3 separate regions of the Pan troglodytes genome follow, and all the other regions are linked to region 1. The links are chromatin contacts, called in public Hi-C maps. All regions are on one chromosome and are shown on one strand. The core of a region is the stretch at or near the end of the contact, and the rest is flanking DNA. Distances in the headings are between cores, read along the strand shown.

Region 1 (3,680 bases), core at 773-3,272:
CATGTGAGCCCCTGGGTGGAGAATCCAGCTATACTGTACCTGACTTAAACTGTGAGATAATAAAGATGTGTCGTTTTAATCTAATTTGTGGTAATGTATTACACAGAAACAAAATAAGTATAGCCTGAAACTAATATGCCTATCAGTATACCTACCTTATCCTTCAAAACCAGTCTCACCCCTTTAAGAGGTGGCCTTGAGCTCCAAGACGGATTCTGCTGTGCCCCCTTGATGCTCCTAGGGCTCTTTTTTTGGGGGTGGGAGGACAGGGTCTCACTCTGTCACCCAGGCTAGAGTGCAGTGGTTTGATCATGGCTCGCTGCAGCCTCAAACTCCTCAAGCAACCCTCCTGCCTCAGCCTCCCAAGTAGCAGGGACCACATGTGCAAGCTACCACATCCAGCTAATTTTTTAAATTTTTCTGTAGAGATGAGGTCTCACTATATTACCCAGGCTAGTCTCAAACTCAGGCTCAAGCGATCCTCCCACCTTGGCCTCCCAAAGGGCTGAGATTGCAGGAGTGAGCCACTGCACCCTGCCTTTGGCTCCTTGTTAGTAGTTTTTCTCTTATATCTTGTTGTTTTACTGGTTTTTGTTTGTTTGTTTGTTAGACGTGTCTTTCTCTTCTGTTAGACCATTTGATCCTTCAGGGTGAGGACTATGTCTTAGTGTATTAGTCTGTTTTCATGCTGCTGATAAAGACATACCCATGACTGGGTAATTTATAAAGAAAAAGAGGTTTAATGGACTCACAGTTCCATGTGGCGGGGAGGCCTCACAATCACAGTGGAAGGTGAAAGGCACATCTTACATGGCGGCAGACAAGAGAGAATGAGAACTGAGCGAAAGGGGTTTCCCCTTATAAAACCATCAGATCTCATGAGACTTCTTCACTACCACAAGAACAGTCTGGAGGAAACTGCCCCCATGATTTAATTATCTCCCACTGGGTCCCTCCCACAACATGTAGGAATTATGGGAGCTACAATTCAAGATGAGGTTTGGGTGGGGACACAGCCAAACCCTATCACTTAGGTAGGCTTGAGGCAAGAGAATAAGGTCTGGAGGCAGGGAACCTAAGGCTGATTTGCACTGACTTCCTAAAATTGAATCAGATGGAAAACCCCACCTCTCCATACCCAAGTAACAAAAGGATCAGAGGCTACTCCCTTTGCACTGCATCACAGATGAAAAATGGAAAGTACCTCTGACTGGTCCCCTCCCGCAACCAATCAGACTGGTCACGGTTCACTCCTTTGTTTACATAGGGTATAACCAAGTAACCAGTGGGAAACCTCTAGAGGGTATTTAAACCCCAGAAAATTCTGTAACCAGCCCTCTTGAACCATTCGCTCGGGCCATTCCTACTCTGTGGAGTATACTTTCATTTCAATAAATCTGCGCTTTCTTTCCTTCATTCTTTTGTTGCTTTGTTTGTGCATTTTGTCCAATTCTTTGTTCAAAACGCCAAGAACCTGGACGACTACTGACTTGTCAGGACCCTCTGCTGGTAACAGGCTCTGGACTCTGACATCCTGGGTTTGAATCCTGACTTTGTGACCCTGGGCAGGTTATTTTATCTCCTTAAGTTTCTCTAAGCCTCGGGTTCCTTGGGTAAGATATGGGGATAAGAGACCCTACCTTAAAGGGACACTGTGAAGATAAAATGAAGTAATTTATGTTATGCACTTAGCATGATGCCTCACACATAATAGGCTCTCAGCAAATATTTGTAGAATGAATATATGGGTGAGGGACAGACAGAAGGGCAGCCTGAAGATGTGCCTGGATCTGTCAATATGCATCACTCCACTAACAGAAGAATTCATTCCATGAGGGATTGTTTCCTCAATCTGAGCCCCCTCTGCCAACAGCCAGCCTTCCCATGATGTTTTTGTGTCATCTTTTCCCCTCCTTTGTTTGTTTTACTCCCGCTTCTCCTGTGATTGCTCACAGGAAAACATTCCTAGAAAAACCTCAAGAGACCAACTTCCTTTGTGCTTCAGGGCAGCAGACAGAGCCTGTGTTCTGTTGGCTACAGCTGTGCTCCAGCCCCTGAGGGCCTGCGGAAGAGACAACGTCTCAGGGGGACCAGACAGAAGTCCAACAGAAAAAGACAATGCTTCAGTAAGTAACCTGGGCCTGAAACTCCAACACGACAAGGTTATGTCACAGGGCAAGGGACCCCTCACCCCTCCTGCCTCACAGACTTCCTCGGTCTTGGCTGCCACCAACATCTTTCTTCCCGCCTTTCCTTCTGGCCACCTACAAAGCAGTCACATCAGCATCACCCCTAACAGTTTCAAAGACACTGGGCCCTCAGGGAAGGCACAGCTTCTGTCATGGCATGGGGTGAGGGCCATTTGGCAGGCAAAAAGAAACAGGCCGTCTGGAGAGGCCTCTTTGAGACCTCAGTAATTTGAACCAATGACTCCCCACATTTTTACTTATTGCAAAAAACAACATTATAACAACATTAAAACAGATTTGTTAAAAAAGGAAGAAAGATTACTTGTGATCCCACCACCCTAACACAACTATTTTCTTTTTCCAAGTTCTCTTCCAGTTTTTGGCCACATGATAGATGTTTGCATACGATGTGTTGCCTTTTTAATTTTTTTCACTTAATATTATATCCTAAGTCTTTTCCAGTATTGACATATGATCTTCACGTTGGCCACATTTTTCTCCCTGCAAATATTCCAGCCAATTAGACTGAGGCATAATTAATGATTTCTTAACCTTTGGGGATTCTTGTTCATCCCCTGGAATCTTTGAGGTTGGCTCTTGGCAAAGCTGTAAATGAAAGTAAGTTTGGTTTTGGGGCCCATCTGCATCCCTTGCAAATCTTCTTTCTTCCCTGCTAGCAGTTCTAGCCTAAGAGTTCTATTGCCATATCCCATTCCCCAACCTGTTCTCTAATATTGCGCTGCCAGTCATTGCACTATCAAAAAAAGTAATAATATAGGTTCTAATTTTTCCTCAGTGTAAAAGCAATACATATGCATGTTGACCAATATGGGAAATACAGAAAAGCAAAAATAAAAATAAGAAGTAAAAATCTGCTATAATCTTGCTGCTTACGATCATATGCCGCTGAAGATCCCATTTGCCTGAGCTAGGTACTTTCCTCCTGGACCCTTCTCTGCCTTCCAGCCTCATTTCATCATTGCAACTTGTGTTGCATAAGTAGGTACATGGCGAATCAGTTGGGGCATCTGGGGTTGGCTAGTTGAAACCACAGAGGAACTTACTATCTCATACAGCTGAAATGTACGGAGGCAAGATGGACTTCAGGACTGGTTTGATTTAGTGACTCAAAAATGTCATAAAGGAAATGGTTTCTTTCTAACCGTGGTCTTCTGCTTCCCACAGCATTACTTTCCTCCTAAAATAAGCTCTTCTTGTAGTCCAAGATGTCTGTCTTACCAACAGCTTCTGAGGCTACTTACTGCCTAGTTCTTGTCTAGCAGAACATGAAAGCATCTCTCCCCCAGCATCCAATAAATTCCTGAGACTTCCTCTGATTGGATCAGTGTGGTTCCTGTGGCTACCCATGAATCATTCCTAGTGGCAAGGAGGATGGGGCAATGGGGCTATCTGGGTGGCTGAGACCAGTAAGTCTCAAACTCTGGTCTCAGGATCAATTTACACACCTAGAAATTACTGAGGATCCCAAAG
Region 2 (3,680 bases), core at 321-2,820, 180 kb before region 1:
AGAAGCAAGGTGTGTTTCACTTCACTTACATTTAACTCAGGTCAAACATGTGAAACAGACTCACAATAGGAAAGGATGAGAAAGAGACTAGGAGAAGGGGTGAGGGATGAGGCAGTACTGATGCCCCCTGCATGCTAGCACTTTGCAGTCCCTGCGGACGGATCCTCGCCACCCTGGAGTTGACAGCATGGTGGGGGAACCACTAGGAAGTGAGCATATAAATGTATTGCTGTTGCGGAGGGGTGTGGTAGACACCATAGGGAACAGCAGTGACAGACAGTGACTTTAAGCACATAATGTCCAAGAAGAAACAAGTTTGAGGGGAATGTGCAGGGCAAGTGGGCAGGGAGAGTTTGGGGTCATCAGGAGGCAACTGTGAGCCAGGTGCTGGGGCCAGCCTCAGGGCTAAAGAGGGGACTGAAGGCAGCGAATTCTTGCTGCTCTCTCAGGCCTTAGCAAGCCCTCATTCCTCTGGGGTCAGATAGTAAATATTTCTGTGGTCCTGGGCCATGCAGGCTCTGCTGTAGCTGCTCAGCTCTGCCACCTAATACCAAAGCAGCCACAGGTAGTACACAAACAAATAGGCATGGCTGTGTTCCAATCAAACTTTATTTACAGAACCAGGTGGCCAGCCTGAGAACTGTAGTCTGCTACCCACCAAAACCTGTGATTTTTTTTTTCTTTTTTTTTTTTTTGAGACAAGGTCCCACTCTGTCTCCCAGGCTAAAGTGCAGTGGTATAATCACAGCTTGCTTCAGCCTCCACCTCCTGGGCTCAGGTGATCCTTCTGACTCAGCCTCCCGAGTAGCTGGGACCACAGGTGTGGCTAGTTTGTGTATTTTCTGTAGACATGGGGTTTCACCATGTTGCCAAGGATGGTTTCCAACTGCTAGGCCCAAGAGATCTGCTCTCCTCAGCCTCCCGAAGTTCTGGGATTACAGTCATGAGCCACTGCTCCTGGCCTGTAATTTTTGAAGACTTTGGTTAATGTGTTGCATATGGGTCAGGGCAAGGCTGAAGGGGCTGTGTGAGGTTGATGGGAAGGAAACACTGAGGTCTCGTCCGGGGAGGAACCACAGGCTAGGTGAGGAGGGGAAAGACCAAAAGGACCCATTTCCTCTATGAAGTATGAAAGCTCTGCCCCATCCCCTGGGCCTTGTAAATAAAAGAGGAAATGGCCCGGAGAGCCAAGGCTCATTGCCCTGCTCAGCAGCCTGCCAGAAGCAGGCCTTTGGCTCCGAGCCTGCCTCTGAAAATTCTGACCCTGGGGCACTGGGGCACGCTAATTTTCACTGCAGTATTTATTTAGAGACAAGAGAAAGGAAGGGCCTTGGGTTTGGGTTGGCAAGGGGAATACCCTGTGCTCCAGGGCTTCTGTTTGGATTGGCCGGTGCCTACCAGACTGGCCTGTGTACCTTCCCAGCTGTGGCGAGTTTGCTTACGCTGGAGGATGTCTCAAATTTGCAAGACTCAAATCCTAGGCCCAGCCTGGCTTATTGGGCTTGGGCCACAGGTCTAGGCAGTTTCTCCCTTGAGAGGCTAAAGAAAGAAGACCTCAGCTTGTATGACGCAGTCAGACAGCAGCCAGTGCCCTGGGCAGATGCTCATGGGAACCCTCAGAGTTTAGGTCTCCTTGGAAACATGGGACTTGGCAATGGGGAGGGGAAGGTTTGAATTCCTTCGGGAGCAAAAAGACGGACTCCATGCTAGGTACTTTTAAGATTGCTTTGTAGCACTTGAGGGTTTTGCTCCCTGCTTCTCTGAGCTAGAGAGAGAAAACTTTTAACCTCACTGAACAGGAATCGGGGAGAGAGTTTTGGGGAGTATCTCTTAATTACTTCTAGCCTCTCTCTTTAATGAACTTTCCAATGCAGTTTCATAAATGTGGGCAACATAAGAAGAAACTAGACTTCCAATAATTTGTTGTTTTCTCCTGCCTGCTATCTGTTGTGATTTAGAGGAGATTTGGGGTGGCAGAGATTTCACCAAGTCTTCATAATTCCTTTGTACTACTTAGAGGAGCCCTTCAGGATGCATGGGGTGGCAGTTACCTTCATACATTTGTCTTTTAAGGTGTCACTTTATGTTCAGTGTTTAGGAGGCCCAGTAGTTAATATAATTAAAGATAAGGGTGGTAAGGGTCTTAATAGGCGGTACAGGAAAGTCAGCTTTGTGAGAGAGATGTCTGTCAGAAGGACATGACCAGCCAGATATTTATAAGGGGGGAAAAGTATGAGCAGTGGTTATCTTAGAGGGGTACAATTACTTGTGATTTTTAAATTCTTATCTTTAAATTGTATTTTCTGTTTTCCCTCTAGCAATGAGCATAGCACTTGTTCAATATTTCTTTCTTTCTTTAAAAATAAGCGAAGACCTTTTTTAAAATTTACAGAAGCATCACATACTCATTATAGGAAGAACAATGCTAAGATGTAGGAAAGTAGCTGAGTGTGGTGACTCATGCCTGTAATTCCAGCACTTTGGGAGGCCAAGGCGGGAAGATCGTTTGAGGCTAGAAGGTTGAAGCTGCAGTGAGCCATGATTGTACCACTATACTCCAGCCTGGCAACAGAGAGAGACCCTGTCTCAGAAAAATAGTACAGCCTAGTGAGGATCCAACCACCCCTTTCCCATAGACACACACACACACACACACACACACACACACAGAGAGAGAGAAGCTGGGTTGGTTTTGAAATTGTTTTTTTTTTTTCATCATGTCACATGCCACCTGGGTTTTTTTTTTCTTTGCTGTAATACATTATTGCTATCATTTTAGGCCTTGTATACATTTACCTTATCCTTGTTCATCACTGCATAATATTCCATAGTGTGGATACACTATTGCCCCTTCTATGGGGCAGTCAGGTTATTTCTAGTTTTTGCCGCTGTAAATGCTGCTACACAAACATACATACTCATCTAACCTTGTGTGGGTGCTTTTTTTTTTCTTGAAGATCCAACAGAAAATGTGTTTTAAGTGTTTTAATTGCTATTTTCAAACTCCGTTCCCGAAAGACTATGACAATTTACAGCTCTTAATTTTTGAAGTGCAATAAAGTGTTCTCTGAGGGCATTGAACTAACTAAGAACCCTTTTCTGGCTCTGCTATATGAAGCTGGGCAAACTTTTTGTGAAATGTAGAATTTCTGTTTAGAATAATGTACTCACATGTGATCACGGGGGGGGATTCGAAAGTCTGCCAATGCCTTTCAAACCCAGTGGTTTTATGGTTATGTCTTCATTTTGTTATGGTTATGTCTTCAGGAGTTGTATCCATTTCTTTCTTTGGATTAGTTTTCAGAGTAATCCAGAAACCTGGGACGGCTATGCATCTCTGAAGAAGACAAAGACCTGTGGTCTTATTTGTTCCTTATACTTCTGAGCCTAGAGCCAGGATCAGGGTTGTAAAGGGCCAGGACCAGAAGGGCCTAGGACGTATTTCTCAGAGATTTCCAGGGTTTTGCTCCAGATGAAAAATTCCCCTTGCATTTAGTTAACTAGAACGTGAGACAAAAGCCACACCTTGGTCAAGCTGAGGTGAGCACTTGGAAAGAGCCGTGGTGATACTGACGTTTGCACTGATCACCCACCTGTCCACTCTGTTCCCAGGTGTGCCGGCATGTGAAGAATGGGGACATTCTGCTACTGAACCGACAGCCCACACTGCACAGACCCTC
Region 3 (3,680 bases), core at 850-3,349, 140 kb before region 1:
GAGACCCGAGGACATCCTGCACTTCATGGAAACAAGGTCAGGGCTCAGGCTGTGATTGTCATTGACCTTGACCCAGAGAATGCGCTTGAACTAGGGCAGGAAGCACCTAGCCACAAGGCTCCCAGAGATTGAGTGCCTTTGCCCAAATGAGCCCTTCAAGGGAAGTGTTTAGGAAGCAGAGGGCCTTGCAGCCTGATCTGGAAACCTGACCACAATCTGGCTTGTGGGTATGACTTTATTAGCCACACGTCACTCCCTGAGCCCATTTCTTCTCTTGGGTTGACGTCAGGATTGTTGTCTTCTGGGGCTTGCAGGCATTAAGACATGGAAATGTGGGTGTGGTAAAGAGAAGGGAGCACCATCAAAGCGGTGCTTCTGTGGTGTCGGAGCAGCACATGCTGTTAATGTTTGCTAGGGTGTTACTCCAGGCAGTATAATGTGGTTCCTGATGCATTTAGATTCTGTGACTAATGAACAATGTGCTGGTGGCATGCTGCTGTTAGATCTCCATTCTATAACCAGGATTGCCTCCAGAGAAATTCGAGTTCCTGTCTCGAGTTCCTGTCCAGTAGGGAAAAGGAACTTTTGTCTCAAGTTCAAGTTACTGTTAGATATTTGAAAAGCAGAGGCCACAATGCTGAGTTCCGGGGAGCAGGAGGATGGGCTTTTTGGGGACTGGGGCAAGCCTGGAAGAGCCCACGAAGCACTTTTGACTCACCAGCTAACCCTAGACGGTGAAGTGTGAACACAAACAGGCTGCATAGCCCAGCAGGTGACAGGCCAGTGAAGCAGGCTTGGGAGGCCCCCGGCAGACTGAAGAGTGTGGAACCTGTGTCAAGGGGCACCTGTTACTATGCAGGAATGGAGGCCCGGGGGGCCACATCTTTTGATTAAAAAAGAAAGAAAACAAGCTTCCCACCCCCTACGTTTTTTTCTTTCTTGGGTCACTTGTTTACTTGCCTTTGCTTTTATATAATTGAGGTCTCCTGACTTTTAAACATCAGCAACTAATTCATGTGTTTTTAAAAGCCCAGTAAGGCCCAGATGGTTCTCATCTGTTGCAGGATCTGGCCACAGGCCACTGACCACTGCCTCTAATCTAGACCAGTTCTCGGTCTTCTGGGAGCTGCTCCGATAGAGAAGCAATGACAGAGCAGAAGCAGAAAGCTCCCTGCACTCAGCCATCCCACAAACACATACTGAGCCATGCCCATTCGTCGCTGAGTCACAGGGGCAGGCGTGGGCAACACAGTACGACTTTTCTGCCCTCAGCCCTCTGCCCTCTCACCTTATGGGGCCTGGCCTCGAGCCAGCCCTCTGTGCAGGTGGCATTTGGGATGGTGGGTCTTGGGGTGGAGGAGCTTGGATGTGAACTCAGTCCTTTGGACGGGGGTCACTGGCCAGGTGCTTCCTGCCCCAGTTCACGAGCCCTGGGTGAAGTTGTTGTTGGCTGGGCCTCAGGAGCACCTGCGTTGGTGCCAGCCTGGGCTGAGAACATTCCTTCTGTCAAGTGGTCCTCCGTGCTATCTGGGCACTGGGCAGAGTGGCAGCGGAGTGCTCTGTGCACCTGCCTGCCAGCTCCTTAATTAACAGCGAGGAACGTAACTACCAAGTGCAGGGGGCGTTTGTGCTGGCCTGGCAGTGGTTTTCTGGGAAATGGGAATTCAGATTTCATGGCCTCTAGAGAATAACTAAGGGTGGGCGGAGTTAGATGTTTTGCCCCAGTTCTGTTCACAGGAGGCCCAGGCCTGCCCAGCAGGTAGGTTGGCACGAGGCTGGCGCCAGCCCATGCTGGGGTTCTTTTTACTTATATTACCTCATGGAATTGAAAATAGGAAATCACTTTTTAAGACTTCTTCCTGATGAGGGACAGCCCTGGCTTGTTCCCAGCCGTGAAGTACTTTTTCAGCTCCTCCCTGTGTTTTGCTTGTGCACTTGAAAATCTGTGATAAATAAAGCCATGAGCAGTAGCTTTTGGTGGAGGTGGCCTCAAGGACTCAGCAGAATGGGGCTGAGGGGTTAGGCAGAGCTAAAAGATGGGGCAGTGGATGAGCTGGGTGCGGTCTGGACTCCCTTTGTCAGGCCCCAGGCAGCAGAGCAGCTGCGTTCAGGCCTCTGGCCGCCCACAGGAAATGGGAGGAAGTGTGAGTGCACTTTCAAAAGAGCAGCCAACCCCCAAGAAGCTTTTTCTCCTTCCTTTCTCCCATCCCTCCCCCTTCCTTCCTCTCTGCCACCCTCCTTTTCTTTCTCTTTGCCCTCACCCTCCCTTCTCCCAGCTGTGGAGTCATGAGACCCTTGACAGAGCCTGGAGAAAAACAGCACGAGACAGATGGTTCCCTAGGTAGAGATATACAAGTGTAGAAGGCCCCCCAGATCTCTGCACTGGCACCCATCACATGGGCTGTTTGTGTAAATTGTCTGGCAGGTGGCCGGGGAGGTGAAGTGGAAAGAGCACTGAGCTAGGAGTTAGGGGCTGTAAGTTTTGGCCTCCGGTCCCCAGCCATGAAAAGACCCAGCTGACAGTCTGTAATTGTAGCTTCTGTGAATCTGACTTTCCAAACAGCAGGTGGTGGAGCTGTTGCCAGGCGCGTTCAGAAACCGCCAGGGGTCATGTGCTCTGTTTGTAATTATTTACGTGGGACGGGAGGCTTCTCTGCCCCTGCCCCTCCTGTTCCCTTTCGGTTGCTACATTCCGATGAGCTGCACAACCTTGAGAAGGCAGTCACTGTGGGCCATTAGTTCCCCTGCTCTTGGCAAAACCATAGAAGGGCAAATTGCACCTCCAGGAAAACTGGCACGCTAGTCGCATGCCTACCACTTACTCACCAGCCATTCATTCTGCCTTCTCACCTCCTTCCCTCCTACGTTCTCCACAAGTCCTGGTCACCAAAAGAGGCAGGGAAGGCAGAAAGCATCCCCAACTGGGGGAATCAGGGAGGGCTTCTTGGAAGAGTTACAGCAGCTGAGGCCCGGCCTTGAAGGATGAGTACAGCTTCAGTAGGTAGATATTGGCCAGGGAAGTTACTGGCAGAGTGAGCCGCTCAAGCAAAGGCCCAAAGGGTGCACAGGGTGGAGGGAGCAGATGGGCAGTTAGAGTTGAGGCCGGATGTGAAATGCTGGGGGCAAAAGCATCAGAGCCGTGACATTGCCACAAGTTGAGACAGGCTGGGGCGCCCAGCTGAGGGAAGCAGCCCTGTGTGTGGCAGCAGCTGAGCCCCGCACCTCCACTCCGCCTCATTCCATCTCCTCTGCTCTGCACAGTAGCCTCGGGTGCAGAGTGAGAGTGATCCCATGTTGCAGATGAGATCAAGGCCCTCCTCTCCAGTCTGTGGCAGGATCAGGACTTTAACCTGAACCTGTCCTTACAGAAACATCTCTCCCACCCCCTCTTTCCAGTGGGATTGTATCTTTCTAAAGTCAAGCCCGGCCTTCTCTCATCTGGCTATCCTGTTCCTGTCCCCAGTGCCTGGTAAACAAGCTCTTCTCTGGATTAATGGATGAGGGGGCTTTTTTTCTACCAAGGGCAAACCACGTACACCTTTAAAAAGTTAAAAAATAATATTGGGGTCTGGGTGCAGTGGCTTACCCTTGTAATTCCAGCACTTTGGGAGGCCAAGGCAGGTGGATCACCTGAGGTCAGGAGTCCACAATCAGCCTGGCCAACATGGTGAAACCCCGTC

Evidence for each region. Hi-C and Micro-C count contacts between places; a contact is called where the count stands out from the background.
Region 2: a Hi-C map of stem cell-derived neural progenitor cells shows a contact between it and region 1, with 3 times the contacts expected there. The contact joins two enhancer-like sites. A contact is called at or near these places in 1 of 7 Hi-C or Micro-C datasets (stem cell-derived neural progenitor cells) and 1 of 1 datasets of contacts at active chromatin or transcription factors (stem cell-derived excitatory neurons).
Region 3: a contact with region 1 is called in a Hi-C map of stem cell-derived neural progenitor cells, with 2.9 times the contacts expected there. The contact joins two enhancer-like sites. A contact is called at or near these places in 1 of 7 Hi-C or Micro-C datasets (stem cell-derived neural progenitor cells), 1 of 1 datasets of contacts at active chromatin or transcription factors (stem cell-derived excitatory neurons) and 1 of 1 other capture datasets (stem cell-derived neural stem cells).

Annotation. Positions count from the first base shown.
Region 1 is chr12:36,859,234-36,862,913 of NHGRI_mPanTro3-v2.0_pri, forward strand. No RefSeq gene overlaps it. Among named protein-coding and RNA genes, the nearest start is that of ST3GAL5, 31 kb to the right of the region's middle. Within about 2 kb of position 2,023, at least 6 of the 24 cell types and tissues checked have an H3K27ac peak or open chromatin away from gene starts, as enhancers often do. A contact at or near this core is called in stem cell-derived neural progenitor cells and stem cell-derived neural stem cells, where this site is marked.
Region 2 is chr12:36,678,856-36,682,535 of NHGRI_mPanTro3-v2.0_pri, forward strand. It overlaps POLR1A (RNA polymerase I subunit A), which reads left to right. Exons shown (of 34, transcript XM_016948898.4): 13 at 3,613-3,680. Among named protein-coding and RNA genes, the nearest start is that of POLR1A, 34 kb to the left of the region's middle. Within about 2 kb of position 1,571, at least 8 of the 24 cell types and tissues checked have an H3K27ac peak or open chromatin away from gene starts, as enhancers often do. A contact at or near this core is called in stem cell-derived neural progenitor cells, where this site is marked.
Region 3 is chr12:36,715,397-36,719,076 of NHGRI_mPanTro3-v2.0_pri, forward strand. It overlaps POLR1A (RNA polymerase I subunit A), which reads left to right. Exons shown (of 34, transcript XM_016948898.4): 27 at 1-36. Among named protein-coding and RNA genes, the nearest start is that of POLR1A, 71 kb to the left of the region's middle. Within about 2 kb of position 2,100, at least 14 of the 24 cell types and tissues checked have an H3K27ac peak or open chromatin away from gene starts, as enhancers often do. A contact at or near this core is called in stem cell-derived neural progenitor cells and stem cell-derived neural stem cells, where this site is marked.